Regions from separate parts of the Mus musculus genome. Here regions 1, 3 and 4 are each linked to region 2. Evidence: chromatin contacts called from public Hi-C and promoter capture Hi-C data. All regions are on one chromosome and are shown on one strand. Each heading gives the region's core, a stretch centred on a gene start, on an enhancer-like site or on the middle of the called end of the contact. The rest is flanking DNA. Distances are from core to core; before and after follow the strand shown.

The links. Promoter capture Hi-C pulls out the DNA fragments that hold promoters and counts their contacts. Hi-C and Micro-C count contacts between places; a contact is called where the count stands out from the background.
Region 1: a contact with region 2 is called in a Hi-C map of cerebral cortex, with 2.6 times the contacts expected there. The contact joins the enhancer-like site here to the promoter of Rlbp1 in region 2. A contact is called at or near these places in 5 of 39 promoter capture datasets (hippocampal neurons, liver, neural stem cells and 1 more), 1 of 15 datasets of contacts at CTCF or cohesin (embryonic stem cells), 39 of 484 Hi-C or Micro-C datasets (the AtT-20 cell line, CD8 T cells, the G1E-ER4 cell line and 20 more), 6 of 115 datasets of contacts at active chromatin or transcription factors (bone marrow-derived dendritic cells, embryonic stem cells and neural tube) and 4 of 9 other capture datasets (adipose tissue, embryonic stem cells, liver and 1 more).
Region 3: a promoter capture Hi-C map of neural stem cells shows a contact between it and region 2. The contact joins the promoter of Rhcg here to the promoter of Rlbp1 in region 2. A contact is called at or near these places in 5 of 39 promoter capture datasets (the C10 cell line, embryonic stem cells, hippocampal neurons and 2 more), 4 of 484 Hi-C or Micro-C datasets (the AtT-20 cell line, the G1E-ER4 cell line and cortical neurons), 2 of 115 datasets of contacts at active chromatin or transcription factors (both in embryonic stem cells) and 2 of 9 other capture datasets (adipose tissue and liver).
Region 4: a Hi-C map of forebrain shows a contact between it and region 2, with 4 times the contacts expected there. The contact joins the enhancer-like site here to the promoter of Rlbp1 in region 2. A contact is called at or near these places in 6 of 39 promoter capture datasets (cranial neural crest, hippocampal neurons, liver and 2 more), 9 of 484 Hi-C or Micro-C datasets (B cells, CD8 T cells, ECoMG myeloid progenitors and 5 more), 5 of 115 datasets of contacts at active chromatin or transcription factors (bone marrow-derived dendritic cells and embryonic stem cells) and 3 of 9 other capture datasets (adipose tissue, embryonic stem cells and liver).

Annotation. Positions count from the first base shown.
Region 1 is chr7:79,591,103-79,593,802 of GRCm38.p6, forward strand. Rhcg (Rhesus blood group-associated C glycoprotein) reads right to left here. Exons shown (of 11, transcript NM_019799.3): 11 at 2,261-2,698. Among named protein-coding and RNA genes, the nearest start is that of Rhcg, 25 kb to the right of the region's middle. Within about 2 kb of position 1,314, at least 63 of the 459 cell types and tissues checked have an H3K27ac peak or open chromatin away from gene starts, as enhancers often do. A contact at or near this core is called in cerebral cortex, cortical neurons and hippocampal neurons, where this site is marked.
Region 2 is chr7:79,385,665-79,388,364 of GRCm38.p6, forward strand. Rlbp1 (retinaldehyde binding protein 1) reads right to left here and starts at 1,363. Exons shown (of 9, transcript NM_001173483.1): 1 at 1,025-1,363.
Region 3 is chr7:79,616,353-79,619,052 of GRCm38.p6, forward strand. Rhcg (Rhesus blood group-associated C glycoprotein) reads right to left here and starts at 1,305. Exons shown (of 11, transcript NM_019799.3): 1 at 988-1,305. The coding sequence starts at 1,174.
Region 4 is chr7:79,571,276-79,573,975 of GRCm38.p6, forward strand. No RefSeq gene overlaps it. Among named protein-coding and RNA genes, the nearest start is that of Gm31740, 22 kb to the left of the region's middle. Within about 2 kb of position 1,311, at least 25 of the 459 cell types and tissues checked have an H3K27ac peak or open chromatin away from gene starts, as enhancers often do. A contact at or near this core is called in forebrain, where this site is marked.

The DNA of each region.
Region 1 (2,700 bases), core at 64-2,563, 210 kb after region 2:
AGTACCCCTTCTCCAGGACATAGGACTTGTATACGTGTGTGAGACTCTCCAGGGTGACCTCCAGCTTGATGCAAACCATCCTTGGGGAACCCCAGCCCAGAAACCCAAGAAGAACAGCAGGTGCCATATAGGAACTCCACACAGCTCACACCATCCTGGAAAAGGTGTGAACTGAAGGCTCGGTCAGGAGTCAGAGAGCCTGGAACACAAGTGGCCAGGGGCAGGCACCGGAATCAGAGACCCCATGTCTCATCCTAGGCTGTCTTTATGAACTTCATTCTTAGGAGACAGAGGTAGGCTAGATATGAAATTCCAGGCTAATCTGAGCTACCATAGTGAGACCTTCTCTCCCTACTCCAACACAGTATGGTGTTCCGGTCTCTGGGACTCAGTTTCCCCACCAGCAAGTCTGGAAGACTACAGCCTCTCTCTCAGGGTTGCTGGAAAGTTAGGTGACTGGGTGGGTGAGGGATGTCTTCAGCAAGGTACCCAGCTTAGCACGCAAAGCACACAGGGGAGGGAACTTGAAGCATATCCACAGGACGGGACATTGTCAGGGCAATGTAATCCCCAGCCCTGGTACCTGAAAGCTACCTGGGAACCTTTACAGTCCAGTTTTCTAGTACAATGCCTTAGCCCCCAGTGCTGTGATACTTCATTCCTGTTCACAGCACGTTAGGCCACCTCTGCCCAGCTGGGCTTCCAAGGCAGCCTCCATGTTGCCCACGGGCAAAAGGCTGTCAGTCGCTGTTCCAGGTGCCCAAGTCCTGTGATCGGGGATCATGGGGAGAGTGTCACACTACAGCTCCCTCAAAGCCTGGCCCACCATTGGTTTACCAGTTTGAGAGGCGGTTCATAGAGAGCCCAGGTGTGGCCCTCTGGAGGATCCTGCAGCCTCCATTCCAAAGGCACCTCGCCTCTCGAACCCCTGGCGGATCCTGCCCCTGTATTCTTCGCAGATACTCTTCCCCGCTTCCTGCACCGCTCCATCTGCAATGCTCCTCCCAGACCCCCAAATCCGTCCCTTGAGCCCCTCTCACATCTCACCCCTGCACCCCCACCACCTGCACCTTATTTTGTCCCCTCCCAGACTCCGCCTCTGTACCTCACCACCTGCGCCCCTCCCACACCCCGCCCCTGCACCCCGCCCTGGCCCTGCAGGGACCCGCTGGGCGGAACCGTGCGGCCGTGGGGGAGGGGCCGGGCTGATCAGCTGGAATCAAAGCCGCCGCCCCCTCCCCCGCCACCCTGTCCCCCTGCCGAGCCGCCGCGCACCTCCTTCTTTGTCACAATGTTTTTCAATCCGGTGAAGCAAACTGTCCAATTAGAGCCAGGGCCTCCGGCTTCCATCTTTGCCGACGTTTAATTAACATGCTCCTCTTGGCAGCTGCTGACAAGTTCCAGAAACAGGTTGTAAAGGGTTTTTGTCTTTACCCAGCATGGAAAATAAGGGGTGTTACATCGCGGAACATGAATAGGTGGCACTTCAGCTTCCTCCTTCTCTCCTCCCCCTTCCCCTTGCTCTGCAAAGGGGAGCGAAGCCTCGAGTGTGCGTGCATGCGCGTGTATGTGTGTGAGTGTGTGGATTGCCAGGGAGGCGGGGAGAGCGAGCCGGGAGGCAGGGGAGAGACCATCCCTTTCCTCTCTTTACCCCTTCCTTCCCACGAACCTTGGCTCCACAAAAGATCTTGGTTTCCTTGCTCTTTAGCCTGAACGCTTTTCCCTCCCTTCAGCTAGCTAAAGGCAAACTCCTTATCACGATTCCTGTCCACGAGTGTACCTGTGCTGTCCCCTTGTTCCGCTTCTGGTAATTCCTAGTAATCCGCCAGAACCCCACCAGGTCACCACCTTGTCACAGCCCTGTCATAGTTCACCTGTCCATTCCACACCTGGATATGTAAGGACCTGAAGCTTTCCCCATTTTAGAGCAGGAGTGGGGCGGGACTGGCAGAGGAAGGGGAGGGAGGGTTAGAGAAAGGCAACTGGGAGGGGGGTGCTCCCTCCTTACTTATGCCTGCTGGAATGGACTCAGAGAAAGCTAGTACACGGGTGGCTTTCTCACCAGTGTGGACCCTACAGAAAGAGGGGTACTTGGGGGAAAGAATGCAGTCTAGGGCTTAGCTCCTGACCCTCCCGGGCTGCGTGGACTTTTGTAGAGAGAGTGGCCCTTTGGGCAAGGGTCAGGGCCAGGCAGGAGGCCAGGTCCTCTGGGTCCGTATAGATCTCACAGGGGTCCCACCAGAACATCCACTCCCCAGTCTACAAAGAGCATCAACAACATTTATTTACTACACAAAATAGAGTGATCTTGGGTGCCTTGGAACATGGGAAATACATTGTTGGGGAGCAGGCGGAGGCTTGAAGAGTCCAAGAAGGGGTATCCCGGGTGGGGTGGGGGCAAGCTCGCCCTCCCATTCCACACCCCCTTCCCAACCCCCGGCCTCAGCTTCTCTTCATGCTACTTCTCACAGGCTATGAGCATCATGACCGCAGGCAGGGACAGACCTTCTGCAGCTGACCCTGGCTTGGAGCTCACTTTGTCCGAATCTCCTCCATTCTCAGCCCGGTGAGCCCCCTGGGATGAAGCGGGTGTAGAGGTGCTGGAGTCAGGCCAGTGGGCCTTTCCGCTGCCCTGTCCCTGAGTTCCCAGATATGTCAGCCCCAGCTCTCTCCAGAGCTTGGGGGCAATCTGTGGGGCCT
Region 2 (2,700 bases), core at 113-2,612:
AGGAACAACAATATGAACTAACCAGTACCCCCCAGAGCTTGTGTCTCTAGCTGCTTATGTAGCAGAAGATGGCCTAGTTGGCCATCAATGGGAGGAGAGGCCCTTAGTCTTGCGAAGATTATATGCCCCAGTACAGGGGAATGCCAGGGCCAGGAAACAGAAATGGGTGGGTTGGGGAGCAGGGCGGGGGTGAGGGTATAGGGGACTTTTGGAGAGGAAACTAGGAAAGGCGATAACATTTGAAATGTAAACAAAGAAAATATCTAGTAATTTTTAAAAAGGAAAGAAAAAAAAAGATAGAGGCAAGAGAATCCTTAGTTAAGGTTATCCTTGGCTACATAGTTAATTCAAAACCAGCCTGTGCTACATGAGACTCTATCTCAAAAAAACGAAAAGCAAAAGCTGGGTATAGTGGTACACATCTTTAATCCCAGTGTCTAGGGGAATCTCTGATTTTGAAGCCAGTCTGTTCTTCATAGTGAGTTCCAGGATAGCTAGGGCTACGTAGAGAAACCCTGCCTCAAGCAAACAAAGCAAAGCAAGACTCGAGAGGTATTAGTGCATTATCCCTAGCCAAATGTGCAGATCAGCAGCCCAAGTCCCAGATCTTAGAAGTGCAAGATTAACGTCAGCACGGAGAAGCACTTATCTCTTATTTTAAAAATGTTCTTACCCATTAGCTGTAGGCATGTATGTAATAAAAACATGCTACCCCTATCTCCACATCGATGTTCTCCGGCATTTAGAATTAGCAAATAAAGTACAATTAATTACCAATACTAGGGCATAAAGAGTATTTGATCACCTGCCATTCTAATTGAGTTAGGTAATCCACATTCGTATGTGTTGCGTCTGCCCGTGGATCGGTCTGTCTCACCCTGCAGAAATGGCGTACGCCTTTACAGGCCGGTCCAAGCAATCTGAGACGTGGTGTTCGCCACCCATCCCTGATCATTTACCCCGCTCCCATGCACACACTCTTTCTTATACTCACTGGCCCAGCCAGGCCTTGTTACTGACTTACCTGACAGCTCTTTCTTGGGGCTACTGGATGCCTGAATTGTTCTGGAGCTCGGGAGGCTGCTTTCTTTGGGGGTGTGGTCAGGTCAGCAAGCTGGGATTAGTGTGTCACAAGGAACTTCTCAGGCCCACCGTTTCCCATTCAGTCAGGCTCACAGGAGGCCCAGAATGAAGCAAGTGAAGCACCCTGAGGGAGAGGGGAGAGGCCCGGCCTGCGGGGCTACCATCAAAGCCCTGCTTTGTGAGCTCCTGCTTGGAGCTCTCTGTTCAGCCATGTGGAAGCCACTTCACTGGGATCTGGGCCAGCCCCGTCTCATTTCCCTGCCATCTCGCTTCTCAAACTGGGAGGCAGGGGGGCCTGGGAGACTACTCCTTCTTCACAAAGGGCAGGACATATAGAGAAGTGAAGAGAAATTATAAATGTGATCATTGCTGCAACCCAGGCCTATGGTCCACTGTCCCATGTGGCAGAGGGAAATGGAGCGGGCGAGGCTGAGCAGCGGAGGACTTGCTAGGTACCCTGACCCTCCGATCTCTGCCGATCTCTGCCTCGCAAAGGCAAGGAAGCAGGGGATGGGTGTGGGGCCTCAGCAGATCTCCCTTGTCCGACTTTCTGTCCTTGCTACTGCACTTTTTTCAGTGTGGTTATGTCACCACGACATGACTCAGTCCCCTCTGAGAACTGGGATGACTAGAGAGCCAGCTGAAGCTGTGGGGAAAGTCCTGAGATGCAAAGTACCCACTTCAGGGGCTTAGCTGCCCAATCCCTGGGAAGTATTCTGGGGAGTTCTGAGTTGTACCCAGTGAATGGAGAGCCAGTGAGCACCCAGGCTAAGGGAATGCATCCAACAGTCAAAGGAGCACCCAGACTCTGCCTTGGTTTATCACCGGGGTATGAGGGATACACATCCTTTAGATCTCTGTGGGGGCCTCCAATGTCAGGGAGATCCCTACTTCCACCACAGATAGTTGTCTGTAATTAAATTCATCTTCAGTCTGGACCCAAGCAGCCCACCTTTGGTCCTGGTTCTCTCTCCTCCATGTGCTCAGGGTAGGGTTGAGCTCATGTGCACAGGTCGTTCTCTGAAATCCAGCCACAGTTCAGGGTTTATCTATAAGATAAGGAGGTGACACCAAAGGATAATACCTTGATCTTAGACCTCCAACTACCGAGATTCCGAGAGAATGATTTTCTATTGGTTAATTCACCTAGGCTGTGGCATGCTGTTATGCCCAAAGAACCTCCCTGGCTGTGATGCTCATGGGAGGTAAGAGTCCCAGCTGCTAAGAGGCTCTGTGATTCATCACCAAGCATCCCTGTGTACCAAGAGGACTACCATGACATGGTCTAGTTGGAGTGAAGAGGTCAGCTCAGGAACTTTAGAAAATTCCACCAGACCCCTCCCCTCCTGGAAGAGAAAGGTCTTAAAGAACGCACCCATCCCCTCCGGAAGGAAGGGGCTAATTACATTCCTCAGACCGGGAGGAGGGACCAACCACTGGCCACCTGCGGGCGGGTAGGGGAGGCTCAGAGATACTGTTGGCCACCTACCTCATTCCCTATAGACCAATCAGTTTAAAAGTCATACTGTTCTGCCAATCATATTGTGCCTAATGGCTGCTGCCTGGAGAAGCTGTAAAGGAAGGGCTGCCTGTGGTCGGTCTCTCTCTTCATGTGCA
Region 3 (2,700 bases), core at 55-2,554, 230 kb after region 2:
ATCACCCCATAGAGAAGGAAGTTAAGGTTCATTTTGATTGGCACCGGCCTGAGACCGCCCACCCTGAAGCAGCAGAGCCACGATAGAAGAGAGGTTTGTCACTTAAGGGCCATATTCTTCTTCATCGTCTTTTAAAAATCTGTTAGAGTGTTTTACCTGAATGCTTGACATGTGTGCCTGGTGCCCAGGGAGGGCAAAAGAGGGCATCAGATTCCCTGGAACTGGAGTTATAGATGGTTGTGAGCAACCATTTAAGGGCTAAGAATCAAACCCCTGGTCTTCTGGAAAAGTAGCCAATGCTCTTAACTGTTGAGCCATCTCTCCAGCCCCTACAGCCATATTCTTAGCCATAGCTTCATAGCTTCACGGATGCAGAAAAATCCCAGGAAAAGGAAGGGTGGCCACTGGCTTTTTCCCAAACCCTGGGACCTTGTGGCCCAGCACCACCTCTGGTCCCACACACAGTCTCAGTATCAGAAGTGGAGAGCTATCATGCCATCATTGTGATCCCTGACATCTATCTATATGTGAGGTGTGTGCAAGCCAGATCACCTGCTACTTAGGTGGTAAAGGTGGAATTCTGGCTTTTGACGACACCAAGTAGGCCAGGGACACAGGAGGCATCTGATGGCTGGGAGAGAGATGAAGGTTAAATAAAAAGAAGAAGAAGAAGAAGAAGAAAAAAAAAACTCAAACTAACCAAACAACAATCACAAAATCGGCCCACTTGTTTCAGGTGACTGCCTCTACCAGACTTTCAAAGTGTGAGCACATCTGACCATTTCTCCAGTGACTGGCTCAGGCTGTACCCTGGTGCAGATTCTACCCTGGGACCAGCTGGGAACTGTGGGGCATCATTGGCCCCCTCCATCTCCAGCCTGTCAGAGCCAGGGGCGGACCTAATGCGGAGCCCAGTCAGGCGCCCGCCCAACTAGCTAGGGTCTATCAGGAGACTCCTTAAGTGAATCTGCGGGCCATAGGACTTACTCGGGTAGCGATAGTAAAACTCGTTCTCAACGTCGCTGGAGATGTTCTTGCGCTTCTTCTCCAACCACCAGTGAGCATCGGCTTGGATGTCGTAGCGCACGAACACGCCAAAGAGAACCACCATGGTCACTTGCAGGATCAGGCAGGTGATGGGCAGCCGCCCCCGAAGGTTGGTGTTCCAGGCCATGCTCCGCACTGCTGGCCGCTTGCTCTGAACGCTGGGCTCCGAGACCAGGGAGACGCTTAAAGGACCGGGACACTGGGCGGGGCGGACGCGGAACAGCTGACCATGGTGCCGCCCACGCGCCTCGGGCTCTACCCAACCGGCGAGAGTCCCGCGGGGCCTCCCGAGCCCAGTACCCCTAGAAGGAAAGCTCCAGGTGATGGGAGCAGGGCAGAAGGAAGATGTAGAACGCCCCAACTTCTGCGCGTCCCGTCGATGCCTGGCCTTTCCCGCCCTGTTCGGGTGAACTGGGAGAGAGGATGCTCATCACTCATCCAGATTAGAACAAAGAATTCCCAGACTGGAATCACTATCCCCATCACCCCCCTCCCCTCATCCTTTTTAGGACACACCTTCGGTAATCTAGGCTGGTTTCAAACACTTGGCAATCCTGCCTCAAGCCTCCGACTTGAGCTACCCACCACTTAAGATCCTTTCCTTTTTCAGTTCATGAACTTTAAAGGAGATGAATGAATAGAAAGTAAAGGAAAAAGGAGAGACTGCCCCAGACCCGAGAAGCGTGGGGGGGCGGGTACAGAAAAGCATGAGGAAGAAAATGAAAACCATCAGTTCTATGCCATCTACATGCATTTAGTCTTTCAAGCCTGTCCGAGAGGGCACAGGAATGACCGTTGGAATATTATTCACATACAGCTTGTGCTACTCAACATAAATAGACATCTCCCCAACTCTTTACATCTTTATTTTATTTTATTTATGTCTTCCTTCCTTCCTTCCTTCCTTCCTTCCTTCCTTCCTTCCTTCCTTCCTCCCTTCCTTCCACAAGACAGTGGTACCCCATGCTGGCATAGTGGAGTCTGCAGAGTTCCCCACACAATGATCAATGCTCAGCCACATGTATTACCTATTGGCAAGTAAGGCTGTAAATCTGGCGCCGATGGAAGTACATGGGAAGGAATTCATGGACACATGGAAAGACCTAAGAATCCCTAAGCTTGTGCCACTGATTCCAGACACACTGTCCAACAGTAGGAACTGGCTAGAACACAAGCATCAGTTATCTTGCTTTTTTTTGTTGTTGTTTTTATTTTTTCCCAGACAGGGTTTCTCTGTGTAGCCCTGGCTGTCCTGAAACTCATTCTGTAGACCAGGCTGGCCTCAAACTCAGAAATCTGCCTGCCTCTGCCTCCCAAGTGCTGGGATTAAAGGCGTGCACCACCACTGCCCGGCTCATCTTGCTTTTAAGAAGGATGCTGGACCTGGCAAGATGACTCAGCTGGTAAAGATGCCTGCCATCAAGTCTTGAGTTAGAGCCCTCAGACCCACATGGTGGGAAGAGAGAACCAACTCCCACAAGTTGTTCCCTGGAGGCATGTGTCCACTTGCGTGCAGACACCCGTGGAAGCCAAAGGCATTTGGTCCTGGACCAGAAGTTACAGGGAGCTGTGAGGCACCGCATGTGTGTGCTGGGAACTGAATTTGGGTCCTCTGTAAGAGCAGTGTATGGTTTTTAAGATTTATTTATTTTA
Region 4 (2,700 bases), core at 61-2,560, 190 kb after region 2:
TTAATACGTAGCCATGGTTGACCTTAAATTACTGATCTTCCTTTTCCCCTCCTAAAGATACAGGTCTGCACCCCATACCCAGCTTTTACCCCATTTCCCCCTCCCCCCAACCCCCACCCCTGCTCCCCTTCAGTTTTTGAGATAGACTTTCTCTATATAGCCCTGGCTGTCCTGGGACTCACTCTGTAGTAGTCCAGGTTAGCCTTGAACACAGAGATCTGCCTGCCTCTGTCTCCCAAGCACTGAGATTAAAAGCATGCACCACTTTACCTGGCTTTACCCCATTTATTTACCCCCGATACACACAGTTTGTTACTAAGATTGCTGGAAGTGTTAGACAGAAATTGCTTTTGGACACAACCAGTTTAGGACTGGCAATCGCTGCTATTGAGACGTCAGATTACACGTGTCACATCCTCATCCTCCCTCATGTCACGGATACCATCCTACAAGCTTTTGGTTGAGACAGAATCACTATGTCGCCCAGGCTGGTTTTGAACTCTAAGCCCAAGCAAGTCCTCCAAAGTTCAGCTTCCGGTGGGGAGATGAAGCTGGTTGAGTCAACTCTGAGCTGAGGAAGTGAGATACTTTCTTTGTATTCCTAACCTCAGAGACAGATGACTATGTGGCCAGTTGGTCAAGAACTCTTGATAGGCGCTTGAATGCACGGTGATATCAGGAGAGCGCTTTCTCGGCCTGTGCACTCATGCTCTCTGTAGACCACTGCCATCCTTGGAGTCAGAGAATGAAGAAGGTTAAGTAGAGCTGTTCTTCACCTGTCCTGGAGGCTGGTGAACCTACACTGCCAGCCCCCAGTCCCGCTACTGTCCTGGGAAGTGGGATAGCAGCCCCCTCCCCCAGCTCCCCCCTCCCCCAGCTGCCTCCCCTGGAACTCTTCTGGAACTCCTTTCTGGCCCGGGGACAGTGGAGGGTGGTTCCCTCAGCTTTCACCCAACTCCTAGCCCAGCTGTCCAGGCTGCTGGTGGCTGGGGCCCAGCTGGCCCCCTGGGATCGGGCAGTGGGGGGTGTTGGGAGGATGCCTGGGTGGGCAGCCAGGGAGCGCTGGCTTCCTGGGGCCTCCCCGGGTGCTGAGCAGCGTGGCCACTTCCGAAGGCCCCTTTGTTCGCCCCTTTATCCAGAAGAGCGGCTGCAATTGTGCAGGGTACAAAGCCCCCTCGGGCTCTGACTTCCCACCCTTGCCTGTGGCCTGGCTGGGAGCGGGTTTCCCAGGCTCCTGGACCGCAGCCTTCTGCCCCCTTCTAGGCAGCTGGGGACCCACACCCTCTTTTTCTGTGCCCAGCATCTATTCATCTAACCCTCCCTTACCTCCCCCCACACCCCCAGTCTGGCCATTCACACAGACCGCAGGCCCACTGTTCCTCTGGCACCCATCCCTGAACACACAGAGAGCCGTTCCCAGGCTTAACATTGGGAAGGCCCTCGGAACACGCAGCGCGGAGTCTGCTGTGCAGGTGGATTGGGAAGAAGGGCTGGGTGGGGACCAGAGTAGATACACTGATGGCAAAGCGAGATGGCCAGCGGACATGCCAGAAGGATTCTCGTACTTGGATTGACTGACAAGAGAAAACTGGAAGGGAAGAAGGGAAAAACAACTTCCTTTTCCGCCTCCTTTCTCTCCATCCCATTACTTCCTCCCTGTCTCAAAAGAGACAGGGTCTCTTGTAGCCCACATTGGCCTCAAACTGTATGTAGCAAAGGATGGCCTTGAACTTCTGATCTTTTTCCCTTGTCTCCTGAATGCTGGGATTACCAGCGCCCGCCACATCTGCTTTCACTGGCTTGTGGGAACCCGGGAACCCAGGGGACCCAGGGCTTTGCGCATGCTCGGCAAACACTACCCACTGAGCTACCTCTTCGGACGCTTTCTTTTCCACTAGGCTTTCTTTTGCACTAGTGTGCAAGCCAAGGTCCACACTGTTGCCCTCAGTCCTCCCAGGGTTACTCTCCTTGCAAACAGCCATGGCCAAAGGAAGCCAGGCCGATTCCTCAAGGCCAGCGGCTCTGATGAAGAATTCAAAGTAAGCCTTGATTATTACCGAGCCCATAGGGAGGGAAACGGGAATCCCAAGGCTACAGACACCTGGCCTCTGTCTGCCCAGACTCTCTTGGTGCGGAGAGCACCAAGAACCAGCCTCTGCTTGTCCCCGTGGGAGGGGCTACTCTTGAATGTGCTCTTGCGGGGGTGGGGGGCGTTGGGGACTACACAGGGACACAACAAGAGGACACAGGACACCATTCTGGTCCTTTCATCTGTTTGAGAAAGAGCCAGCAAAGCGGTTTGGCTTGCACTAACCTCTTGCCTCTCTACCCTAAGAAGGTAGACTCCGCACCGGGAGTCCTCTCAGAGATAAGACTCCTGTCTGTCAGCCTGGGTTTCTCTCTTCCCAGCTTTCCTCCATGTCAGGGAGGTGGTGGGTCCAGGCCTAGGTCCTTTCCTGCATACAAAAGGCCATTCTCAGCCATCAGAGGAAGCCTCTAGTATCAGTTTCCCTCCATGAACTCATGCCTGTCCCTGTAGCAATGGAAGTGGGCCAGCTGGCACTTCCTCTCTCCTCCCCCTTCTCCTGTCCTTCTTTTTCTACCACACTCTCTTCTCTACTTCCTGCCCTGCTCTCCTGCCTCCCTCTCCCTCCTCTCCTTCCTCTCTTCCTCTCCTTTCCTCTCCTTCCTCTCTACTAT